Regions from separate parts of the Sus scrofa genome. Here region 2 is linked to region 1. The links are chromatin contacts, called in public Hi-C maps. All regions are on one chromosome and are shown on one strand. Each heading gives the region's core, a stretch centred on a gene start, on an enhancer-like site or on the middle of the called end of the contact. The rest is flanking DNA. Distances are from core to core; before and after follow the strand shown. Region 1 has its middle 17 kb from the start of COQ7. Region 2 has its middle 20 kb from the start of SYT17.

What was found. Hi-C and Micro-C count contacts between places; a contact is called where the count stands out from the background.
Region 2: a Hi-C map of subcutaneous adipose tissue shows a contact between it and region 1, with 2.7 times the contacts expected there. The contact joins two enhancer-like sites. A contact is called at or near these places in 1 of 5 promoter capture datasets (liver), 33 of 47 Hi-C or Micro-C datasets (adipose tissue, alveolar macrophages, blood and 15 more) and 2 of 2 datasets of contacts at active chromatin or transcription factors (alveolar macrophages and skeletal muscle).

The regions. Positions count from the first base shown.
Region 1 is chr3:26,380,826-26,385,955 of Sscrofa11.1, forward strand. No RefSeq gene overlaps it. Among named protein-coding and RNA genes, the nearest start is that of COQ7, 17 kb to the left of the region's middle. Within about 2 kb of position 1,961, at least 40 of the 83 cell types and tissues checked have an H3K27ac peak or open chromatin away from gene starts, as enhancers often do. A contact at or near this core is called in adipose tissue, alveolar macrophages, retroperitoneal adipose tissue and 1 more, where this site is marked.
Region 2 is chr3:26,424,345-26,429,474 of Sscrofa11.1, forward strand. No RefSeq gene overlaps it. Among named protein-coding and RNA genes, the nearest start is that of SYT17, 20 kb to the right of the region's middle. Within about 2 kb of position 1,912, at least 20 of the 83 cell types and tissues checked have an H3K27ac peak or open chromatin away from gene starts, as enhancers often do. A contact at or near this core is called in adipose tissue, alveolar macrophages, retroperitoneal adipose tissue and 1 more, where this site is marked.

The DNA.
Region 1 (5,130 bases), core at 711-3,210:
CTTCTGAGAGCTTCTAGAAGAAGGCCAGAGAGATTTTCTGAATCCCCCTTTGATTGCTTTTAATTCCATTACAGCTTGTTCTCGTGTATTAACAAGGTAATCTTGTCTTTCTCTTACTTTACTGCTCTGAACTTTCAGGGGAAATGTGATTTTAAAATTGGACACTGTCCAAAGATGATGCCAGCATGACAAAGGGTGTTATTCTTACAAGCAGTATAATTCTAGAGGTGTGATCTGAGCCATCATTCTTTGCATGCTTTTGATTCCCTTTCTACTCACAACAACAGCAGCGTTATCATTCAAAAGCATGTTAGAAGTGTAGAATTTGGGTCTCTTCCCCAGACCTACTGAATCAGAATCATCATTTTAACAAGATGTGATGGGTTTTTGTTTTTTTAGGGCTGCACCCACAGCATATAGAAGTCCCAGACTAGGAGTCAAACTGGAGCTGGAGCTGCCAGCCACAGCCACAGCAATGCCAGATCCTTAACCCACTGAGCGAGGCCAGGGATCGAACCTTCATCCTCATGGATACTAGTTGGGTTTGTTATCACTGAGCCATGACGAGAACTCCAGGATATGATGGTTTTAAAGTATGTCCAGATTCCTTGATACTCCTCTGTTTGGTGGAGCTTAATTCTCCTTGCCTTGAGGGTGGGCTGGCCTTAGTGACTTGTTTGTAATAAACGATGTGGCAGAAAATGATGGGGTGCATCTCCCAAGGCTGCTAAGTCATAAAGACCTTGTAAGCTCCTCCTTCCTAGAATCACTCACTCTGGGGAAACCAGCTGCCATGTGGTGAAGACACCCCACACTCAGTGAACTTTTGTGGAGAGGGTCACATGGCCAAGCACTGAGGCCTCCTGACAACAGTCATGGTGTGTGACGTCTTGCAAGTGACTACTTCAGCCCCCATCAAGCCTTCAGATGACATGCCTGCAGCCAACATCCTCACTGCAACCTCCTGAGAGACCCAGAGCCAGAAGTGCCCCGTGGAGTCACACCTGGTTTCCTGACTCTCTGTAACTATGTTAGATGATAAACATTGGTTGTTTTCAGCTGCTGGGTTTGGGGTTGATGTGACCTGAGCCACTGCAGTGACAAGGCTGGATCCTTAACCCGCTGAGCCACCAGGGAACTCCTATCTTGTGCCTCTTGATCTGAAACGTACATTTTTCACTTTGTGACTGATATTGGCCATCTTTCCAAGTCAGTACCTGTAGCTCCACCTCATCTCTCCGGCTGGCTGCTCTTTCACAGCCGGGCCACCAGGACCGCGCAGCCCTGCTCCACCACCACCCCGAGCACTGTCCTTACAGCTGCTGGCACTGGGTTCCGACCACTCCCTCAGGCGCTGCGGTCCTTGTGTGGGCTTCGCAGTGGAGGAAACACTAAGTCCTGGAGAGGCTTGAACTTGACCATTTGGCAGCACAGCCTCTTAGATCTTCTTGTCCTTCATCAGTGGGCATTTGGGTTATTAACACAGAATCTGGGGACCTTTGATGCTTTAGAGACCACCCCTGAAGACAGTCTCTAAGGAATTTCAGAGGCGGGACCCCTTGGGGTCCTTAACCCACCTGTCTGCAGATCCCGAACTTCTCTGACAATATGATAAAAACCTATATGATAAAAACCTTGGGCTTCCTTAAGGCCTTTTGATCCCGCTGCTCTGAGAAGAAAGCCTGACCTTTCCCAGCTGCCAGGAACAAAAGATCCCTTTCCTCAAAATCGTTCTTTGCCTCTGCAGGAGCACCAAGCACTTTTCTACTGAATATGTTATCAAAGGTTAAAAAGGCTCCTCTTGCCTTTGGGGACATGTCTCCTCCCACTCCTGCTCCCGAAATGGCAGCCCTGCAGGGCTGTGACTGAACCCCACCGGGCCTTTGATCAGGATCATGTAGAAGATCTGTGGCTGAGCGCGCCAAGGGCGGGGAAGGGCGCAGGCTTCCCCGCGGCCACCAGAGGGCACCCTCGCCCCGGCCTTCCGAGTCCGCGGCCAGCCGCCCGCCCCGCCCGTCACTGCAGGACGTCAGCGGGACACGCCTGGCGGTCAAGGCCAGGTCATTGTGGTGGTAACCCGGCCTCCTGATCTCCGCGGTCCCGCCGTCGGACCGGAGTGGAATGTCAGGTTCACACACTGCGAGTTGCGGCGGGCTCACCGAGCTGCTCCAGTCCGCGCTGGCTCCCTGACTTGAGAGTACTTATCGGGAAGGACGCAATTTCTTCTTCAGGAAAGGGAGAGAGGAAAACAGTGGGGGTCGATTCGTCTCCGTCTGTTGGGATCACACGATGAAACCGGCTTCAAGCGTCATGCAACGTCCCAGGGGCCCCACGAGAAGGTTCATTCCTTGGTTCGTGCTGCCCCCTGGACACGTGCCTTCCTCCAGTCCACGTGCTCAGCGCTTTGCCTGATGAAGGCTGTCTGCCCTTCCAAACTGCCATCTCTTAGGCGAAGTCGACCCCCTACCCCACCCTTCCCGCCCCCGCCGCCTCTCCCAACCCCCAGGCCTCAGCTTCTTGCATTGGCATTGGAGGCTATCCTTATCTGCTTCCTACCATCTCCAGCCTGGCGCAAGCTGCTCAAAGTCAAGCTTTCCCCACGCCTGGTTTAGCAGGCCCAAGGCCAGTGTTTGATAAACTACGCTAAAAAATCATGTGGACTCGGAGAATGGAACAAAAGTAATTTATAATTGATGACAAACCATCCTTCTGATCTCAATTGAATGTACCTAGAAGCTTTTGGATCAAAAGTATCAAGTGGGCAACCTTGTGTGAGCGCTTTTCCGTCCTCTTGCTCATCTGCAGCCCAACGCCTGGCAAACTGTTAACCCCTCGTCATGTCTCCGCACCTTCCTTTGAATTGTTTTTTATTCATTGCTGCTGTGTTTTGGTTTTTCTGAGATTTTTTTTGTTGTTTTTCTTTTTTTTTTTTCTGCTTTTTTTAGGGCTCTACCCCCCGGCATATGGAAGTTCCCAGGCTAGGGTTCCAATCCCAGCTACAGCTGCTGGCCTACACCACAGCCACAGCAACACCAGATCTGGGTCTCATCTTCGACCTACACCACAGCTCATGGCAACGCCAGATTCTTAACCCACTGAGCAAGGCCAGGGATCGAAGCCATATCCTCATGAATCCTAGGGGGGTTGGTCGACCACTGAGCCATGAAGGGAACTCCTATTCTGGGTATTTCTATAAGAGCCTTTTCGGTTGTGATAAACTTTTTTTTTTTTTTTTTTTTGTATTTAACTCTTCCTATTTTATTTTATTTTTTATTTTTAAAAAATTTTTTTATTTTCCCACTGTACAGCAAGGGGGTCAGGTTATCCTTACCTGTATACATTACAATTACATTTTTTTTCCCCACCCTTAGTTCTGTTGCAACATGAGTATCTAGACAAAGTTCTCAATGCTATTCAGCAGGATCTCCTTGTAAATCTATTCTAAGTTGTGTCTGATAAGCCCAAGCTCCCGATCCCTCCCACTCTCTCCCCCTCCCATCAGGCAGCCACAAGTCTTTTCTCCAAGTCCATGATTTTCTTTTCTGAGGAGATATTCATTTGTGCTGGATATTAGATTCCAGTTATAAGTGATATCATATGGTATTTGTCTTTGTCTTTCTGGCTCATTTCACTCAGGATGAGATTCTCTAGTTCCATCCATGTTGCTGCAAATAGCATTATGTCATTCTTTTTTATGGCTGAGTAGTATTCTATTGTGTATATATACCACATCTTCCGAATCCAGTCATCTGTCGATGGACATTTGGGTTGTTTCCATGTCCTGGCTATTGTGAATAGTGCTGCAGTGAACATGCTGGTGCATGTGTCTCTTTTAAGAAGAGTTTTGTCCGGATAGATGCCCAAGAGTGGGATTGCGGAGTCATATGGAAGTTCTATGTATAGATTTCTAAGGTATCTCCAAACTGTTCTCCATAGTGGCTGTACCAGTTTACATTCCCACCAACAGTGCAGGAGGGTTCCCTTTTCTCCACAGCCCCTCCAGCACTTGTTATTTGTGGATTTATTAATGATGGCCATTCTGATTGGTGTGAGGTGGTATCTCATGGTAGTTTTGATTTGCATTTCTCTTATAACCAGTGATGTTGAGCATTTTTTCATGTGTTTGCTGGCCATCTGTATATCTTCTTTGGAGAAATGTCTATTCAAGTCTTTTGCCCATTTTTCCATTGATTGATTGGCTTTTTTACTGTTGGGTTGTATGAGTTGTTTATATATTCTAGAGATTAAGCCCTTGTCGGTTGCATCATTTGAAACTATTTTCTCCCATTCTGTAAGTTGTCTTTTTGTTTTCTTTTTGGTTTCCTTTGCTGTGCAAAAGCTTTTCAGTTTGATGAGGTCCCATGGGTTTATTTTTGCTCTAATTTCTGTTGCTTTGGGAGACTGACCTGAGAAAATATTCATGATGTTGATGTCAGAGAGTGTTTTGCGCATGTTTTCTTCTAGGAGTTTGATGGTGTCCTGTCGTATATTTAAGTCTTTCAGCCATTTTTGAGTTTATTTTTGTGCATGGTGTGAGGGTATGTTAACATTTTTTTTTTGAAGAGCTGCACCCACGGCATATGGAAGTTCCCAGGCTAGGGGTCGAATCAGAGCTGCAGCTGCCAGCCACAGCCATTGTCACAGCAATGCCAGATTCAAGCCACATCCGCACCCTGCATCACAGCTCATGGCAACGCCAGATCCTTAACCCCCTGAGGGAAGCCAGGGACCGAACCCACATCTCCATGGATCCTATCACGTTCTTAACACACTGAGCCACAATGGGAACTCTGGTTGTGATTAACATTTGAATCAATAGACTGAGGGAGGAGTTCCTGTCCTGGTGCAGCAGAAAGGAATCTGACTAACCCTGAGGATGTGGGTTCGATCCCTGGCCTTGTGCAGTGGGTTAAAGATCTGGGATTGCCATGAGCTGTGGTGCAGGTCACAGATGAGGCTCGAATCCCAAGTTGCTCTGGCTGTGGCGTAGGCCAGAGGCTGCAGTTCCTATTCGACCCCTAGCCTGGGAACCTCCATATGCTGTGAGTATGGCCCTAAAAAGCAATAAATAAATGAATAAATAAATAAATAAATAAAAAGACTGAGGGAAGCAGATTGCCTGCCCCAGTG
Region 2 (5,130 bases), core at 662-3,161, 43 kb after region 1:
GCAGGACCGTGGACTTGGCATCTTATGATTCTGACATCAGCTGAGTTTCGAAAGGGTTTGGCCTGGAGCTGGGACTTGCCTCCGATCAGCTCAAGTCCTCAAGGTCCTCCGTGGCAAACCCGAGCAGACCAGAGAACCTTATTCTTAGGTTCTTGGGGAAGTGGGGGGATTCGATGAGTTCCTAGATGCGAAGTACTTACCGTTCCTGTCTCAGCAGTGAGACCGCTGGTATCATCGCCCTTGTCAGCATCATTGTCAATGTAAGAAGGAATTCGACTCTTTTGGTGGATGATCCAAAATCAGAAGAGTAAGTAGGACAATGGCTCAGATGCTACCAAGAGTTTCTAGAATGCAACCACCTTTTTTTTTTTTTTTTTTTTTTGGCCCAAGGATAGTTTCCCTTGTTTGCTTAGTCTCTCTCTTTAAAAGCATTAGCAGCTCATTGCATCTGAAAAGGATGGAGCTGCCTTTGATCTCTTCAATCAATTGGCTCCTAGCTTCTCCCTTCCCCGAGGCAAGAGTCACCCTTGGCTTCCTGCCACCAGGTGGTGAGATCTGTCAAGCTCAGGCCATCTGCCATCACTCCTGAGCTGGGCTGGGGTGGAGGGCAGGGCTGCCCAGCCCTCTTGAGGAAGGGCGCTTCCAGGTTAACCCTCTGTAGGAATTTTCCTTTGCGTTTGCTTGTGCCTGAGGCTGGTACCTCCCAAGGAGGAGGTGATAGAAGGGGGGCATTTGTGATATAACCCAAAGCTGGGAAGGAGACAGACTGAAGTCTGGGGGGACAGGCCAGCAGCAGGTGTACAGAGGCCTCTGTGCTCCAAAACCCGCCTCCTGTGAATGCAACTCAAGACCAAAGGTTCCTAGCCAGCTGTGGCGGGACCCCCACAGGACCAGTGGACATGCCGGCTGTTAGAGCGCCCAGTAGAATCAGATCCCGGTTCTCCGAGTCACAAGCTGATCATCAGCAAGTGACTTAACCTCTCTGAGCTATCCTAGCAGCTCCGCTGTCAACATTGCTTGTCTGAGTCTCCCAGGGCAACAGGCAGGTGCAGAGGTGCTGAGTCACGGGGTGGGGCAACTCCAGCATTTGTGGTGAGGGTGCTTGCAGAGATTAACAATTTACACTCTAGGAGTTTCCGTCGTGGCTCAGCGGTAATGAACCCAACTAATAACTGTCAATCCCCGGCCTCGCTCAGTGGGTTAAGGATCTGGCGTTGCCGTGAGGTTGGTGGTGTAGGTCACAGATGTGGCTCGGATCTGGAGTTGCTGTGGCTGTGGTGTAGGCCGGCGGCTACAGCTCCGATTAGACCCTTAACCTGGGAACCTCCATGTCTTGGGTGCAGCCCTGGAAAAGACAAAAAGAAAAAAAAAAAAATCTATAGCTTTATATATATGTGTGTGTGTAGAAATAATCCTTCGTGAAGTAGGAATGGCCTGAGGTGGGGTCAATTTCCCTTCTAGCTTTTCTAGTCTTTCCTCTTCCCAGCCTGAGCTCTCTGATTCCCTGGTGGGGACCCAATCAGGACAGGGATTGGACTTCAATAAATTCCCTCCAGGGGAGTTCCCGTTGCAGCAAAGCAGAAACAAATCTGACTAGTATCCATGAGTGTGTGGGTTCGATTCCTGGCCTCGATCACTGCGTTGGGGATCTGGTGTTGCCCTGAGCTGTAGTATAGGTCATAGATGTGGCCCAGATCCTGTGTCACTATGGCTGTGGTGTAGGCAGGCAGCTGTAGCTCTGATTCAGCCCCTAGCCTGGGAACCTCCATATGCCACGGGTCCAGCCCCCCCAAAAAAAGCAAAGAAGAAAAAAAAAAAATCTCTTTGAAATGGACAGAAGGCCCCAGCTATGAGCTGTCTGCTGCGGTTTTCACTGTAAACATCATTGTAATACATTCTGTGTTATTTATATTACATTTCTCTGTTTACTAAGCCCTATTGCTACACGCCCTCACCTGCCTGCTGACTGCCTCCCTTCACTTCTCTGGCATTTCTATGAAGGCACAGGATTCTCATCTCCATTTAATTAATTAATTATTTATCTATTTATTTCTGCTGTGCCCACGGCACATGGAAGCTCCTGGGCCAAGGATTGAACATCGCCACGGCAGTGACCTGAGTGGTGACTCCAGCCATGGCAGTGACAATGCCAGATCCTTAACAGCCAAGTCGCCAGGGAATTCCCCTTATCTCCATTTTATAGACAAAGCAAAGGTGACTCTGGGAGGTTAAGTGACTTTCTCAAGGTCATTCAGCCGAGCAGACACAGCGCCCCGCTCTTCTGCTTCCAAGTTCAGAATTTCCTTCTACCACTTCCTGCTCCGGGCCAGCAGTTAATAAAACCACTTCTGGAAACAGTTAAGAGCCGGAGCTGAACAAAAAAAGCACATTCTGAATTGGCCAAGAGGGATTTGAAAAACAACACACGTCAAATCTTTGGCTTTCTTTCTCATGTGGCTGCTTTGTCTCCTGTTCCTTTAGTCCTTGTGTGTCTCCAGCTGCCTTCACTCTCCCCCAGAAGCCAAGAGGCACATGCATTCATTTGTTCATTCATTCATTCATCCACTCACTGTTAGGGACTGAATTGTGTTCCTTCAAAATCCGTATGTTGCCGTCCTAACCCCTAGTGTATCAGAATGTGACTATTTGGACACAGGACCTTTAAAGAGATAATGAAGGGGAAACGAAGTCAGGTGGTTGGGCCCTAATCCAATGAGAGGGGAGAGAAGATTAGAACACAGACGACTCGTAGATGGAGAGGCCCCTATGTGGGGACACAGGGAGAAACGGGCCAGCTGCAAGCCAAGGAGAGGGGCCTTGGGAGAAAACACCTTGATCTTGGACTTGCAGAACCTTCAGAAAAAAGTTGTCTGTTGTCTAAGCCCCCGAGTCTGCTCTTTTGTTAGGCGGCCCTAGCAGACTAACACACTCATGTATTCATTCATCATGCTTCCGTATACATCTTGCCACCTGCAGGTCTTTTTTTTTTTTTTTTTTTTAAGGGCCACACCTGTGGCACATGGAGGTTCTCAGGCTAGGGGTCCAATCGGAGCTGTTGCTGCTGGCCTACACCACAGCCACAGCCACAGCAATGCCAGATCCAAGCCACGTCTGTGACCTACACCACAGCTCATGGCAATGCCAGATCCTTAACCCACTGAGCGAGGCCAGGGATCGAAGCTGCAACCTCATGGGTCCTTGTCAGATTCCCTTCCACTGCACCATGACGGGAACTCCACCTGCAGGTCTTTGCTTAACTGTCACCCAGCGAGGCTTCCTGACCAGCCTCATGCCTCACACTTGCCTCATACCCACTGGTTCCCTTTTTTGCTTTGTTTTTCTCTGTGGCACTTGCCACTACCTGGAAATCCATAGAGTTGCTTATTTATGTGTTTATTGCCGTCCGCATCAACCCCCACACTGGCATATAAACACAAGGAGGGCAAGGATTTTTTGAGGGGGTGGGTCTGTTTTGTTCACTGCTGCACCTGCAGTGCCTAGGTCACAGAATATGCTCCATAAGGGCATCCTAAATGACGGAGGTCACGCGCCCACTCAACCAGGCGACAGTACCTGAGCTACGACATAGTGCCAGGCACTGCGTCAGGGACGGGCGTTGCCTGGGGACAAGTGTTTGTTTCCCATACAGGACTAAGAGATGTCAGGGATCACATCATGTTCAGTCCTGCAGCCTCCGTATCCTTTGGCTTGGCCTGGAGGGGATGCTGGAACCATGCTTGCTGAATGACTGTGTGTTGGGAGTAAGGACCTGACCCTCCTGACACCTTGGACATGAGGGTCAGTGGCTTCACTGTGGGGATAAGTTATGGCAGATAATTTATTGCTTATTTATAACAAAGTAGCAAAGTCTACACACATGGAGAAAGGGAAGTTGCCTCTTTCTTCATTTCTCGATTCAACTGTATCCTCCCTCCGAAGTACCAGATAAAGGATGAATGAGGTGACGCTTTTCAAGCAGAGAACTAACAACCCCCAGAACTTTTCTAAAACACAGTGGTCTACACCCCTCACCTTCCTGACTTGCCATCCATGGCTTGGGGGACTTTGAGTTGTTACTGTATTTCTATTTTTTGTTTGTTTGTGTGTTCGTTTTTTTAGGGCCGCACCCAAGGCCTATGGAAATTCCCAGGCCAGGGATTGAATCAGAGCTGCAGCTGCTTGTCTAAGCCACAGCCACAGCAATGCCAGATCTGAGCCACGTCTGCCACCTATGCCACAGCTCACAGGACTCGGGATCCTTAACTCACTGAGCGAGGCCAAGGATTGAATCTGCATCGTCAAGGGTGCTAGTCAGTTTCATGACCACTGAGCCACAACGGGAACTCCTGAGCTGCTATTTTAGATTTATGTGCATTTGCCTTTAATTTTAGCCACTTAGATGTTTTTGTAAAGGTGGAAGACCAGCATGGATGAGAAAAGCAGGAACGCACAGGCCCTTTCTGGGGGGATCTTCTGTATCTTGATAGGGGTTTGGGCTGCACAGCTGTGTGCCTTTGTCAAAAGCCATTAAGTGATGCACTTAAGATTTGTGCAAACTACTTTTTGGAATTTCACCCATAAACAAATACTGAATTCTGGGGAATGATAACCTTGCTGAAAAGCATTTAGGAGAAAGTGAACTGGTATCTGCGACTTCCTTTGAGATGCATCAAAACTCCAGATGGAGTCACCGATGGAAAGAGGGATGGACAGACAAAGGGCGTAAAGTAAAATGAAAATGGTTTATGTGAGCACTGTAACATTCTTTAGACTTGGATTTTTTTTTTTTTTTTTTTTGCTTTTTAGGGCCGCACCTGTGGCATATGGAGGTTCCCCCTCCTCCTGTGGCATATGGAGGTCTAATCAGTCTACAGCTGCCGGCCTACACCACAGCCACAGCCACACAGGATCCAAGCCGAATCTGCAACCTACACCACAGCTCACGCCAATGCTGGAAGCTTACCCTGCTGAGTGAGGCCAGGGGTCAAACCTGCAACCTCATGTTTCTTAGTCAGATTCTTTTCCGGGAACTCTGGAAATTTTTATATCAAACTTTAGAGATGAAAGATCATGAGAAGATCACTCTATCCTTTTTGGGGTGAGGGATTTATAGGTTCCCTGAAGTACCAT